Regions from separate parts of the Anser cygnoides genome. Here region 1 is linked to region 2. A link is a contact called in public Hi-C data. All regions are on one chromosome and are shown on one strand. Each heading gives the region's core, a stretch centred on a gene start, on an enhancer-like site or on the middle of the called end of the contact. The rest is flanking DNA. Distances are from core to core; before and after follow the strand shown. Region 1 holds the start of LOC106047631 (dynactin subunit 2-like). Region 2 holds the start of NCAPH (non-SMC condensin I complex subunit H).

Region 1 (6,087 bases), core at 961-3,460, 230 kb before region 2:
TTTCTTTCACACATCAATTCTCAGTTTCTCAGGCCACTTTCCTCTTTCTTTTTTTCCACCTTCTCAGGTGAAAAGTTGTTCCCTGGTTTCTCAGTTTGCCCTTATTGACAGCATCTTCAGGATGTCTCTGGTCCTCAGGTGCCCAGCTGCCTTTCCAGGATACTGGAGCCCTCAAGGATGTCCCTGATTCCGAGGCCAAATTCCCAGGTTGCAGAGGCCAAGTCCCACCTGGGTTTCCAGACTGGGGTTCCAGGCTGGGAGGCATTTTCTCCTGTCAGGGTGAAGCAGCCATGGAATGTAAGGACTTGCTCATTGCAGTCAGGCCACCTGCAGAGCTGCTCCATAACCATCCCAACAATTTCCCATCTCTGTGATGGTTCCCCATCGCAACACAGTATCTAGAGTACTGCATTCAGCTCTGGGGCCCGCAGCGTAAGAAGGACATGGACCTTGCATGTCCATGGTGCAAGTCCTTGCAGGACATGGTGCATGTCCAGAGGAGGGCCATGAGGATGCTCAGAGCACCTCTCCTATGAAGAAATGCTGAGGGAGCTGGGTTTTTTCAGCCTGTAGAAGTGAAGGCTTCAGGGAGACCTTACAGTGGCCTTCCAGTACCTAAAGGGGGCCTACAGGAAAGATGGGGAAGGACTCTTTTTCAGGCAATGCTCTGATAGAACAAGGGGTAACGGCTTTAAACTAAAAGGGATTAAGTTTAGATTAGATATTAGGAAGAAATTCTTCACTATGTGGGTTGTGAGGCACTGGAACAGATTGCCCAGAGAATTCGTGGATGCCCCATCCCTGGAAATGCTCAAGGCCAGGTTGGATGGGGCTTTGGGCATGGGATGGGGCTTTGGGGAACCTGATCTAGTGGAAGGAATGGAACTAGATGATCTTTAAGGTCCTTTCCAACCAAAACCAGTCTATGATTCCACAATGTCATATCCTTACAAATTTCCATCCCAACAGTGATTTCCCATCCCATGATTTCCCGTCCTAATGGTTTTCTCTCCCCACCATGACTTCCCATCCCAGTGATGATTTCATATCCCAACAACGACATCCAGTTTCCAGTCCCAATGTTTTCCTGTCTCAGAGTGAATTCCCAACGCCCCATCCATCCATCCTCTCCCATAGCAGCCATCCCCAAACCAATTCACAGGGTGGGCATGGGGAGCAGCAGCGGGCTACGTTCAACCCTCCCTCTATATCCCCCTTCACAAACGACTTCAGGCAGAGCCTTAACGAAGTGAACACCTACCACAGAATAATTTAATAAACAAAGCAATGACTTAGAGAAATGACAATTAATAAGAAATAGTTTTCCAATCCAAGCCATTTGCCATCCCAACAAGCAGTTCTGATCCCCCAAATTTCCCATCTAGTTATCTGAACAGCTTCATGTCTCAATAATTGTTTGTGATCCCCCCCATTTCCCATCTCCCAAATCACCCAACCCAACACATCCCCGTGCCAACAATTGCTAACCCCCATCAGGATTTTTGGGGAGGGGTGACTTTTGGAGGGGAAGGGATGGGGCCGGGGGCGGCGGCCCTGGGACACTGGCATTTGTGCTGCCCCGTCCTGCCCCGTGGGTGGGCGTGGGGGGGCTCGGGGCTGTTTCGCCCTCCTGCTCTGCGCCCCAGGGATGCCCGTGCAGCTCACAGCTGTGCTGCAGGCAGGGCCGTGGCAGCAGCACCGGGCCGTGGGGAGAGAGGGAGTTAGGAGAATCTTAGCAAATAGATAGAGCACTGACAGTATTAAACTAGCGGATGCTACTTAGTGTCTTTGCTAACTGTGGTGCATTGTGCAAATTAACTAAAGCAAGAAGCCTTGGGCCCCCTACCAAGGTTAGTCCCCTGATAAGAGTGTGAGCCTGTCTTAAGAAACTGGCAGAACCTGGTCCTGCGGATGGACAAGAGCCAAGGAGCAACGGAGTCTGTGCAGAGACAAGAGGTCAACTAGTGGTGAGGAGGAAGAGTCACCAACCTTCATCCCCACGACCCCCGACGACCACCACCAGGAGACACTGCGCAAGCGCAGACGGGAGGAGCTCATGGAAATGACTTCTTGAACTAATTTCAATATGAAGCGGGGACGGGTCGTGCATATGCATCGGCGCATTGTGAAACGTCACGCACATGTAACTCTTTGCTGCATATAACCAAGGCAAGTTGCCGCGTCGCATGCGCACGACTTTGGCGGGACTACCCCTGTGCTGCCCCACGCTGAACGGGCGTACCTGCTTTACGATCTCACCGCGCGTGGAGCCCGTTTTCCGCACGGCAGCGGGTGCCCAGGCGGTGCCGGGGGAGGCGGGCGGGAGGCGTCCCGCTGCTCTGGGGGTGCTGGCAGCCAGTGACGTCGCTGCCGCGGGCGGTGACGTCACGCCGGTACCCTGGCAGTGACGTCAGTGCCGGGAGCGCCGTGCCGGCGGGTGCCGCTCTGTGCCGCCAGGGGGCGCCGTAGCCGCGGCCGGACTGCGGCCTCCCGGTGCCGTGCGGACGGCGGCCGCGCGGTGTCGGGGCGGCGGAAGCGGAAGCGGAAGCGGTGGCTCCGCCGCCGGTGGGCCGCGCGGTTGTCGCCATGCCGGGCCGCGGGGGTTGCCGCGTACCGGAGCGGTGGGTGCCGCCCCCGGGGCACCCCGTCCCTTCCCGCAGGGGCTCGGCGGGAGCGGGGCTCCGGTGGTTGATGTCCCTCTGCTTCCCTTTTCAGGTGGACCGACTACGTCCCGCTGGGCCGGAGGCTGCCGGGTACCCGCTTCATCGCCTTCAAGGTCCCCCTGAGGCAGGTGAGCGCGGGCAGGGGGTCGAGGGCGGCCCCAGGCGGTTGCCGACGTGGCCGGTGCCGCAGCAGGCCCCACGGCGGCGCCCGAGCTCTGGTGCCCCCCGTCTCCGAGGGCTGGCGCTCGCTCGTGGGTGGCCCCGCGGGGGCAGTGGAGCTGGTGGCAGCGTGCAGTGCTGCCTCTGCACCTCCACGGGAACCAGGCCCGTTTTAAAGCCCTCGCCAAACTCGAGCTTGTTCCTCAGCACGTTTGCCGCCCTGTAATGTTTTGTCGTAGTCTTTAGTCGTTCCTGGAATACCTTAGCAGAACAGTCCCAAAACAGTTAACGGTCCAGAGCTTGTTCTGGTTTGGCACAGTGCAACACAGACATGGGTCTGTTCTTGATTTTGGCCATTTGTGTCTTTTTCATTTTTTTTTCCCCAAAAGGATGGTCTTCAGGAGGTTCGGCAGTGCAAGCCTCCTCCCTCCAGTCGCAGTGCACCTGCATTTAATGTCTGTCATTGAATGTTATTTTCCCTCAGAATTTTGATCACAACCTTCATCCAGAGGAGAGGTTTTCACCTCGTGACCTCATTAAGAAAATTAAAGAGCAAGGGGAAGAGCTGGGCTTGATCATTGACCTGACATACACAACTCGCTACTACAGGCCAGAGGTCAGTCTTGGTCGCATTGTTGGGAAAGTAAAGTTCTCTTAAAGCCCTAATATTGCTAATAATTGGGAAGAAGTTTCTTGTACGAAGGTGACTTTAAAGAGCGTGTGGCACTCAAATCCTCTGGAAAAGGGATGAGGTTGAGCATTGCAGGGACATTGGGATGCAGTTTTCATCCTTGATCAAGTGCAAGACTGTGGTCTTCAACTCTTCTTTTTACAACCATCACAGGTTTGGAGGTACTGTAAAGGTGTTTTTTTACACGCTTACCTGAATTAAAAGCTGATTACAAATATTTTTTTGCTTGTGGTATCACATGTGTGGATATTAGTTGGAAAAGTTGTTCCAGCTTCTGTGTGTGCTTTGTGCTTCCAAGAAAGGAAGGAGCAAAGGCACAGGGAACAAAAATGCAAATAGGTTGCTCTGGAGTATTAATAAAGTTTAAAGAAATGAAAGAGAATTTTTCTTACCTAAAACTGTGTTGCCACTCTTCTGGACTTAGTTGGAAGACTTGTCTTCTTGTATCTTCTGTCACAGGGCTCTCTAATTAGTGAGAATCTTCGCACTTTTTTATAAAATTATTGTCCTTCTTTGTTTCTTGTAGGAACTACCAGCCACGCTCTGCTACTCAAAGATCTCGACAATGGGACATGAAATACCAAACAATCAGACCATTTTTGAATTCAAGAGTGTTGTAAAAAACTTCTTGAGAGACAATAAAGACAATGGTAAGTGTGGATTTTCCTTTACGTTAACAAGTGCTGTTGATGGGAGGGGCACGGAAGACTTGGGGTTGGCAGTGTTCTTCATTAACCTTTGTGCACAACATGAATTTCCCTTCCTCGTCTTGGCATGTATATGTCGATGCAGTAGTGAGACCAGTTTATTGTAGTAAAGGAGTTCATGCTGGCTCGATAATTAGCAGCGAGCCAAGCGTTAATTGAAATTGAGACTGTGTCTAGTCTGCCCATAGATACCAATCCCGTTTTGGTAACAGGAAGCTGTTAGTGCTCAGGAAATGCAGGCCAGCCTTTCATAGAGCTTTTAAATATACCTTCCATGCAGTGAGCTGTGTGACCATGCAGATGAGGCCACAGAATTAAATGAGCTAATGAACTAAAATCAGGGGTGATAATTAGACACAAAGGTGGTGATTTTGTTACACAATCAGTTCAGTTTATCTGTGCTGGTGTCCCTGTTGAAGAACAATGTAAAATGGGCTTCTTTTGCTCTGATTTGGTTTTGGAAAAAGAACACTTCAAAAATATAAACTGATTACCATGTGTTACAGATAAACTTATTGGAGTGCATTGCACACATGGCTTGAACAGAACTGGCTACCTGGTTTGTAGGTGAGTTGTCCTTGGTCAAACTGAACTAGGTGGTGGTATTGCCAGCTTCATGTTGCTCGAGAAGGAAATGTTTTACTGCTGCAACAAGAGTCAAGTGACCTGTGTAATCCCCAACTGGCAAGAATATGAAGCTTTTAAGTTTAGAGAAGGTTTTGTTGTTAGGGGTTTGCTAAAATCAAGGATAAGAAACTACAAAATACTGCTACTAGATTCTGGCTTGTAAACGAGCTCTAAAAACTTCCCACCACTTTATTTTTGAATTGCGTCTGATCTGTCAATATCTCTGTAGTTAACTGTGTTATTAGAGCTTTCTCGTTAATCTGTTCAGGTACCTAATTGATGTTGAAGGCATGGAGCCAAATGCTGCAATAGACTGTACGTACATGTATGTTCTTCTTGTCAAGATATAAAATGTTATTATGGGCTTGTGATTTTAGATGGCTTCAGGCTTTTTCTAGTGAAATGTTGTTATAACTCAGACTTTTCTCTCTTCAGTGTTCAACAGAGCTCGAGGGCATCCTATTGAGAGAATGAACTATATTGAAGATCTTCAGAAAAGATCTGGAAAGAAGTAAGCCTTTTGTGTGCCTGAGTGCACATATGAAGTGAGAACTGCTGTCAGGATATAGATAGATTTTAAACTTGTCTAGCTCCGGCTGATGGAGGTCAAGTGGAGCCAGTGAATAAGGAGGAAAGCGGGCAGTTTGGGACACTGGGAGCTAAAGATCTCCTATGTGGCCTTTTCACAGGCTTGCTGCTGTCCTAGGGAGGAAGAATGTGAAGGGGAGTTGATTTACATGTAAAAGAGCTGTTATGATCACTTGACAAATGGTATGTAGGCCCAGTTATGTCATAGAGATTTATTTAGAGATCTATTTAAGGAATTGTGGAGTAAAGAATTTGGGCTTGGACCTCCTCAAAGGAAAAGCAGACACTACATCAAATGCGAGAAAGCAGATGGTTGAACATCACCCGCACCATTCAGAACAATTCCCATTAGCAATGCCGAGGTAGGTTTTTTTGCTTCTTGCCTCTATACATACAGTATAGCTGAGCAGAGAGAACAAAAAAGGCTGTTTACTCATTTTTAAGAAACTTAAACTTGTGGTCTTACAAGTCTAGATGCAACTCTGCTACATACATGACAGCATCTGTTGCCCTGCCATTTTTGGGAGCGAGTGAAGATAGGAATCTCCCTCAAGCTTGTTAATGTTGAAGTGTTCCTTGTGCCTGCAGCAGCATGTGCAAAGCTCTTTGCCTCTGAATAGTGTGCTTGAACCTATAGATTTGTAATAACATC
Region 2 (6,049 bases), core at 3,265-5,764:
TGCAGCAAAAACATGAGCTACCATCCTCTTTGGGCCAGACTGGGAGAGACAGTGCCGTATTGGTCAGGAGGGAGGGCTTGTGAGGAAAGGACAGACAGTTGACCCAAATGAAGTGCTGATAAAGGAAACTTTGTGGTTGGAGTCTACTACAGGCCACACAATCAAGGAGAGGATGTGGATGAAGGGTTCTTTCTTCAGCTACAGAAAACAACACACTTGCAGGCTTCTGGTCCTTCTAGCTGACTTCAACTACCCAAACATCCACTGGAAAAGCAGCACAGCAAGCTGCAAGCAGTCCAGGACACTGCTGGAGCGTGTAGAGGATAGCTTCCTAGTACAGGTGGTAGAGAGCCTGACTAGAGGAAATATGTTGCTGGATCTGTTCCTTACCAATACGGAAGATTTTATTGTAGAAATCAAGACTGGACGTCGCCTGGGCTGTAGCGATCATGCCCTGGTACAATTCTCAATCTTGAAGGGTACAGGATTGATAAAAGGTAGAATCAAGATCCTACACCTCAGAAAAGCAAACTTTTGGGTGTTTAGGGCACTAGTGTATGAGGATGCTTGGGAAACTGCCCTCAGAGATAAAGGCGCAAACAAGAGTTGTAAGACATTTAGAGACATTTTTCTGAGGGCATCAGAGCTCTCAATCGCGACATGCAGGAAGTCAGGCAGGGGAGGCAGGAGACCAGCTTGGCTAAGTCAAGACCTCTTAGCCAAACTAAGGCACAAAACCAAAATTTATAGGCAGCGGATGCAGGGATATTCCCACTGGGAAGATTACAGGGATATGACCTGGGAGTGCAGGGAGGGGATCAGGAAAGCCAAAGCACAGTTGCAGCTGTCCTGGTTTCAGTTAGGATAGAGTTTATTTTCCTCCTAGTAGCTGGTAGGGTGCTATGTTTTGGATTAGGATGAGAAGAGTGCTGATAACATGCTGATATTTTAATTGTTGTAGAGCAGCGCTTGCACTAAGCCAAGGACTTTTCAGCTTCTCGTTCTGTCCTGCCAGCGGGCAGGCTGGGGGTGCAGCAGGAGCTGGGAGGGGACAGACCCAGGACAGCTGACCCAAACTGGCCAAAGGGGTATTCCATACCATCTGACGTCATGCTAAACGATATATAGGGGTGGCTGGCCGGGGTGGGGGGCCGGCTGCTCGGGGATAGGCTGGGCATCAGTCAGCGGGTGGTGAGCAATCGCAATGTGCATCACTTGTTTCGTACACATTATTATTATTATCATTATTATTATTATTATTTTCCTGTCTTAATAAACTGTCTTTATCTCAACGCACAGGCTTCACTTTCCCGTTTCTCTCCCCCATCCCAGAGAGGGAGGGGGGAGGATGAGCGAACGGCTGTGTGGTGTTCAGCTGCCGGCCAGGTTAAACCACAACAAGATAACAGGAAGGGTTTCTTCAAATACATAGGTCAAAAAAAGGAGATAAAAATGACTGCACCCCCTTGATGAGCAAAACAGGAGACTTGGCTACAACTGACAGGGAGAAGGCTGAGGCACTCAACTTTTTTGCCTCAGTCTTCACTGGCAAGAGCTCCAGTCACATAGCCCAAGTCACAGAAGGCAAAGGCAGGAACTGGGAAAATGATGAACTGCCCAGTAGGAGAGGGATCCAGTGCAAGACCATCTAAGGAACCTAAAGGTACACAAGTCCATGGGGCCTGATAAGATGGATCTGTGGGGCCTGGTCAGTGAAGTAGTAAGCCACTGTCCATCATATTGACACGTTGTGGCAGTCCAGTGAAGTTCTCAGAGACTGGAAAAGGTAAAACATAACCCCCATTTTTAAAAAGGGAAAAAGGAAGTCTCATTTCTATGCCCAGCAAGATCATGAAGCAAATCCTCCTGGAAATTATGCTAAGGCACGTGGAAAATAAGGTGGTGATTGGTGACAGCCAACATAGATTCACTAAGAGCACATTGTGCCTGACAAATTTGGTGGCCTTCTACAACAGGGTTACAGCATAGGTGGATAAGGGTTGGTGGATAAGCACTGTCCTGCACAATATCCTTGTCTCCAAATCAGTGATGTGGCTATGATGGATGGACCACTCAGTGGATAAGGAAGTGGTTGGATGGTGGCACACAAAGTGTTGTGGTCAACAGCTCTATGTCCAGGTGGAGGCTGGTGATGAGTGGTGTTCCTCAGGGTTCAGTATTGGGACCAGCACTGTTTAACATCTTTGTCAGCAACATTGACATTGAGATTGAGTGCACTTTCAGCAAGTTTGCCAATGACACCAAGCTGTGTGGTGCAGCTGACACACTGGAGGGAAGGGATGTCATCTGGAGGGACCTGGACAGGCCTGGGAGATGGGCCTGTGTGAACATCATGAGGTTCAACAAGGACAAGTGCAAGGTCCTGCATCTGGGCCGGGACAATCCCAATGCCAAGAACAGGCTGGGCGGAGAATGGATTAAGAGCAGCCCTGATGAGAAGGACCTGGGGGTGCTTGTTGATGAGAAACTCAACGTGAGCCAGCAATGTGCACTTGCAGCCCAGAAAGCCAACCATAGCATGGGCTGCATCAAAATCAGTGTGACCCGCAGGGCGAGGGAGGTGATCGTTCCCCTCTGCTCTGCTCTCATTAGACCCCACCTGGAGCCCTGCATTCAGCTCTGAGGCCCCCAGCACAAGGAGGACCTGGAAGTATTAGAATGATTCCAGAGGAGGGCCATGAAGATGATCAAGGGGCTGGAGCACCTCTCCTACAAAGGCTGAGGAAGATGAGGTTGTCCAGCCTGAAGAAGAGAAGGCTCTGGGGAGACCTTATAGAAGTTTTCCAGTACCTAGAAGGGGCCTACAGGAAAGCTGGGGAGGGGCAATGATTCTATGAAACAGTTAATTGCTCTGTCCTGCTCTGCATTACCTGCTCTGCAAGGGAATAGTTAACTGCTCTGCTTAGAAGTTAGGAACTAATCACTTTGTCTCTGCCAAGAGCTGTAAACACTAGCTGTAAACACTGGCAGGATGTACTAGAGCAATAACCCATTATGTGACAACACCAAAAGTTCTGTTTTGAGAAAACTTCAACCCTGGAGAAAAGCAATGTCTCAGGAGACACAAACAGAGGACTGGAGCCAACCTAACGCCTGCACCTGTACTGCACCAGAAGCTCCACTGTGCATGAGGGAATATGAATAGTGGAGTTAGGACGCATGTAATGATGTGATTGGAGGTGTTTGCAAGCCTTTCTGTTGGAAATTGCATGTAAGCTACTGCAAATTTTGGTGGGGGGCTCTCTCCCTATCATTTCCCTAATGGAGGAGGTGTTTCAGCAGCTGAGTTGATAGCACTGACAGAAGCCTGCAGTGAAGGATGAGAGAAGGAAGTAAACACCTATACAGACTTGAAATATGCTTTTGGTATGTACTGCACTAAGGACAGTTGTGGAAACAAAGAGGTTTTGTGACCTCCAGCAGCAGACAGAGAGCAGATGCTGAACAGATCAAGAATTTGTTAGAAGCTATTAGTCTCCCAGAAAAGACTAGTGTTCTGCATCAGGCAGGCAGCACACACCAAAGAAAAGACTGTCCCCACTAGGAATGCAGATGCGAGCAGTGTAGCAAAGTTCTTATTAAAAGTCATGGTGACCAAGTTTGGAGCTCCAGAAAAGATCAATTCAGACCAGGGGAGCCATTTCACAGCTCAGGTTTTAAAAAGGTTATATGAAATATTAATTATTACCCAACAACTACATAACCCATATCACATCGTTCTCACGTAAAATTCGCCAGGAATGAAGAAGATAAGGATCCATTGAAAATTATATTGAAAAAAAAAACACACAAAGCTATCCCCAGCAGCATGGCACTGACACATGAGCTGCTGAGTGCTGTCCAGCCTAAGTGGGAGAGGGCTCAGATGGGCCAGGGCAGGGTCTCCCTCTCCTCCCTGAGCCTGGGAAGCCCCAAGACCCATCACGAACTCTGGGACATGCCTAGGAACTCAGAGAGCCCCGAATCAGAAAATGGGTTGGGTCAGACCTTAAAAGATCTCCAGTCCAACCCCGCCATGGGCAGGGACACCTCCCACCAGACCAGGTTGACCAGGGCCCCATCCAGCCTGGCCTCGAGCACTTTCAGGGACAGGGAATCCACAACCTGTTCCAGTGCCTCGCCATATTTTCACTGACAACACTTTTTACAGGCTTTTAAAGGCTTTTACACTGACAACAACAAAATCTCATTAATTGGATTTTTGTTGTTGTTTCGTTTTGGTACGTGTAAGCTGAAACAAGCGTTCGTCAATTATAACGTGTTTTCCAAGGGGAAATCTCCGCTCCCAGACTGAACGACGCACCAAAGGACAGGCCGCGGAAGGGCCGGGGAAGCGCAGGGCCCGCCCCGCCCCGCCGCGGCCGTTACGCCCGACGCCTGCGCAGTGGCGCCGCGCGCGCGGCGAATTCAAACCGGGAAGCGGCGGCGGCGGCGCCGCGTGGGGGGGGGGGGGGGTGGGCCGGGAGCCGCCGCGCTCGACTCGCGGGGCGGGCGGGGAGCCGCGCGCCCATTGGGCCGCAGGCGAAGAGAGGGCGGGAGGCGGCGGTGGGGAGGCCGCGGCCGGTGCCCGCTGTCGGGATGAGCGCCGCGACCCCCCGGCGGGGCGGCGGCGGTGGGCTCGCGTCTCCCGCGCCGCGGCCGCTCGGCAGCTCGGCCACCCCCACGCTGAGCGACTGCCCCGGCAACGATGACGAGCGGGAGAGGCGGCAGCGGCGGCGTTCGCGGGCCGCGGACCTGCAGCTCGGCAGCACCGAGGCGGCGCTGGGCCTCGTCTCTTCGGTGCCCGGGTACGGGTGGGCCCCCGGGGTCGGTGTGGGAGGGCGGGGGTCGCGCTCGGCGGGGCGGGGGTGGGGGAGAGGCCCGGCTCCCCGGGGCAGACCCGTGCTTCCCTCAGGCAGGTGGATGCGTCGCTGTCGGCGGTCCCGCGGTGGACGAATGCGCAGATCTCGGACCACTACTCCACCTGCATCAAGCTGTTCACCGAGAACGTGAGTTGGCATCCCTCGGGAAGTGCTGCTCGTCGCGTCCCTGCCGCTGGGTCCCGCATCAGCCCCTTGCTGCTGAGCTGCTTGCGCGGGGGCCTAGGGCCAAGGAGGGTTTTTGACCCCTCACCAAGCAGTGACATCAGTTCTTCCTCGAGGTCCTCTGGGCCACGTAACAGCCCCATGATAGGTCTGGATTTGAATCTCTGTTACCGCTTTTCAAGCGTAATTAAGCAGGATGTGGCACGGTGCACACGCAGTCAGGTTTTGCTGCAACCTCTCCTGCAGAATGATGGTTCACAGGCAGATTGACAGCTGTGATTTTCCAGGTGTTGATTCTCAAGTGTGCTTTGTTTCAGAAAATCAACACCAAGAATGTTTTTGGCTTATACCTGATAGACTATATGACAGATATACTGAAACAGAAGGACTCTGAACTGACGAACTTCAAGGTGAGAGAAATTACTGCCTGCTCACTGCAGTGTTTTGTCTCTGATCTGTGCTAACTAAGCTTTAGTAAATAAAAACCTCAAATAATTAAACTTTCAGTAAGAGATCTGGTAGAGGCAGCACAGTCGTTTTTAGCAGAACCTTACGGTGCTGAATGCTTTTGTACTACAGAAATTAAAGGCTAAATTCTCCTTTCAGTTATGATCCTTCAAAAGGAGAGCTTGTTTAAGAATAAGACTTGTGAGGCTTCTGAGGTAAATACTGGGTGTTACAGCCATGTTCTGTTACTGGCTGTAAAAGAAAAGAAGATAGTGTGACCTGAGTGTAGGAGCCATCAGGGTATAGAAACATAGAATCATTAGGGTTGGAAAAGACCTCCAAGATCATCTGGTCCAACCATCACTCTACTAACAATGTCACCCACCCTAAGCACCACATCCAACCTTTCAGAACTTGCCTGGGCAAAGATTATTTATAGTTCTATTCATAGTTCACTGATGCTATGAGGGAGAGATGAATTCTTGGCAGGGATTTTGAACATGGCCTCAAGGAACTGGTGAGCTAGGTATCTTATAATTGATGAAACTGAGGAAGAA

Evidence for each region. A called contact is a pair of places that touch in the nucleus more often than the background predicts.
Region 1: a Hi-C map of liver shows a contact between it and region 2, with 2.1 times the contacts expected there. The contact joins the promoter of LOC106047631 here to the promoter of NCAPH in region 2. A contact is called at or near these places in 3 of 7 Hi-C or Micro-C datasets (granulosa cells and liver).

Annotation. Positions count from the first base shown.
Region 1 is chr26:6,197,908-6,203,994 of Taihu_goose_T2T_genome, reverse strand. It overlaps LOC106047631 (dynactin subunit 2-like), which reads right to left and starts at 2,210. Exons shown (of 7, transcript XM_066983280.1): 1 at 1,990-2,210. The coding sequence starts at 2,124. DUSP11 (dual specificity phosphatase 11) reads left to right here and starts at 2,449. Exons shown (of 8, transcript XM_048055056.2): 1 at 2,449-2,621; 2 at 2,716-2,791; 3 at 3,307-3,438; 4 at 4,040-4,163; 5 at 4,727-4,787; 6 at 5,116-5,172; 7 at 5,283-5,358. The coding sequence starts at 2,587. The coding sequence ends at 5,313.
Region 2 is chr26:5,968,506-5,974,554 of Taihu_goose_T2T_genome, reverse strand. NCAPH (non-SMC condensin I complex subunit H) reads left to right here and starts at 4,514. Exons shown (of 17, transcript XM_066983371.1): 1 at 4,514-4,808; 2 at 4,916-5,009; 3 at 5,363-5,455. The coding sequence starts at 4,600.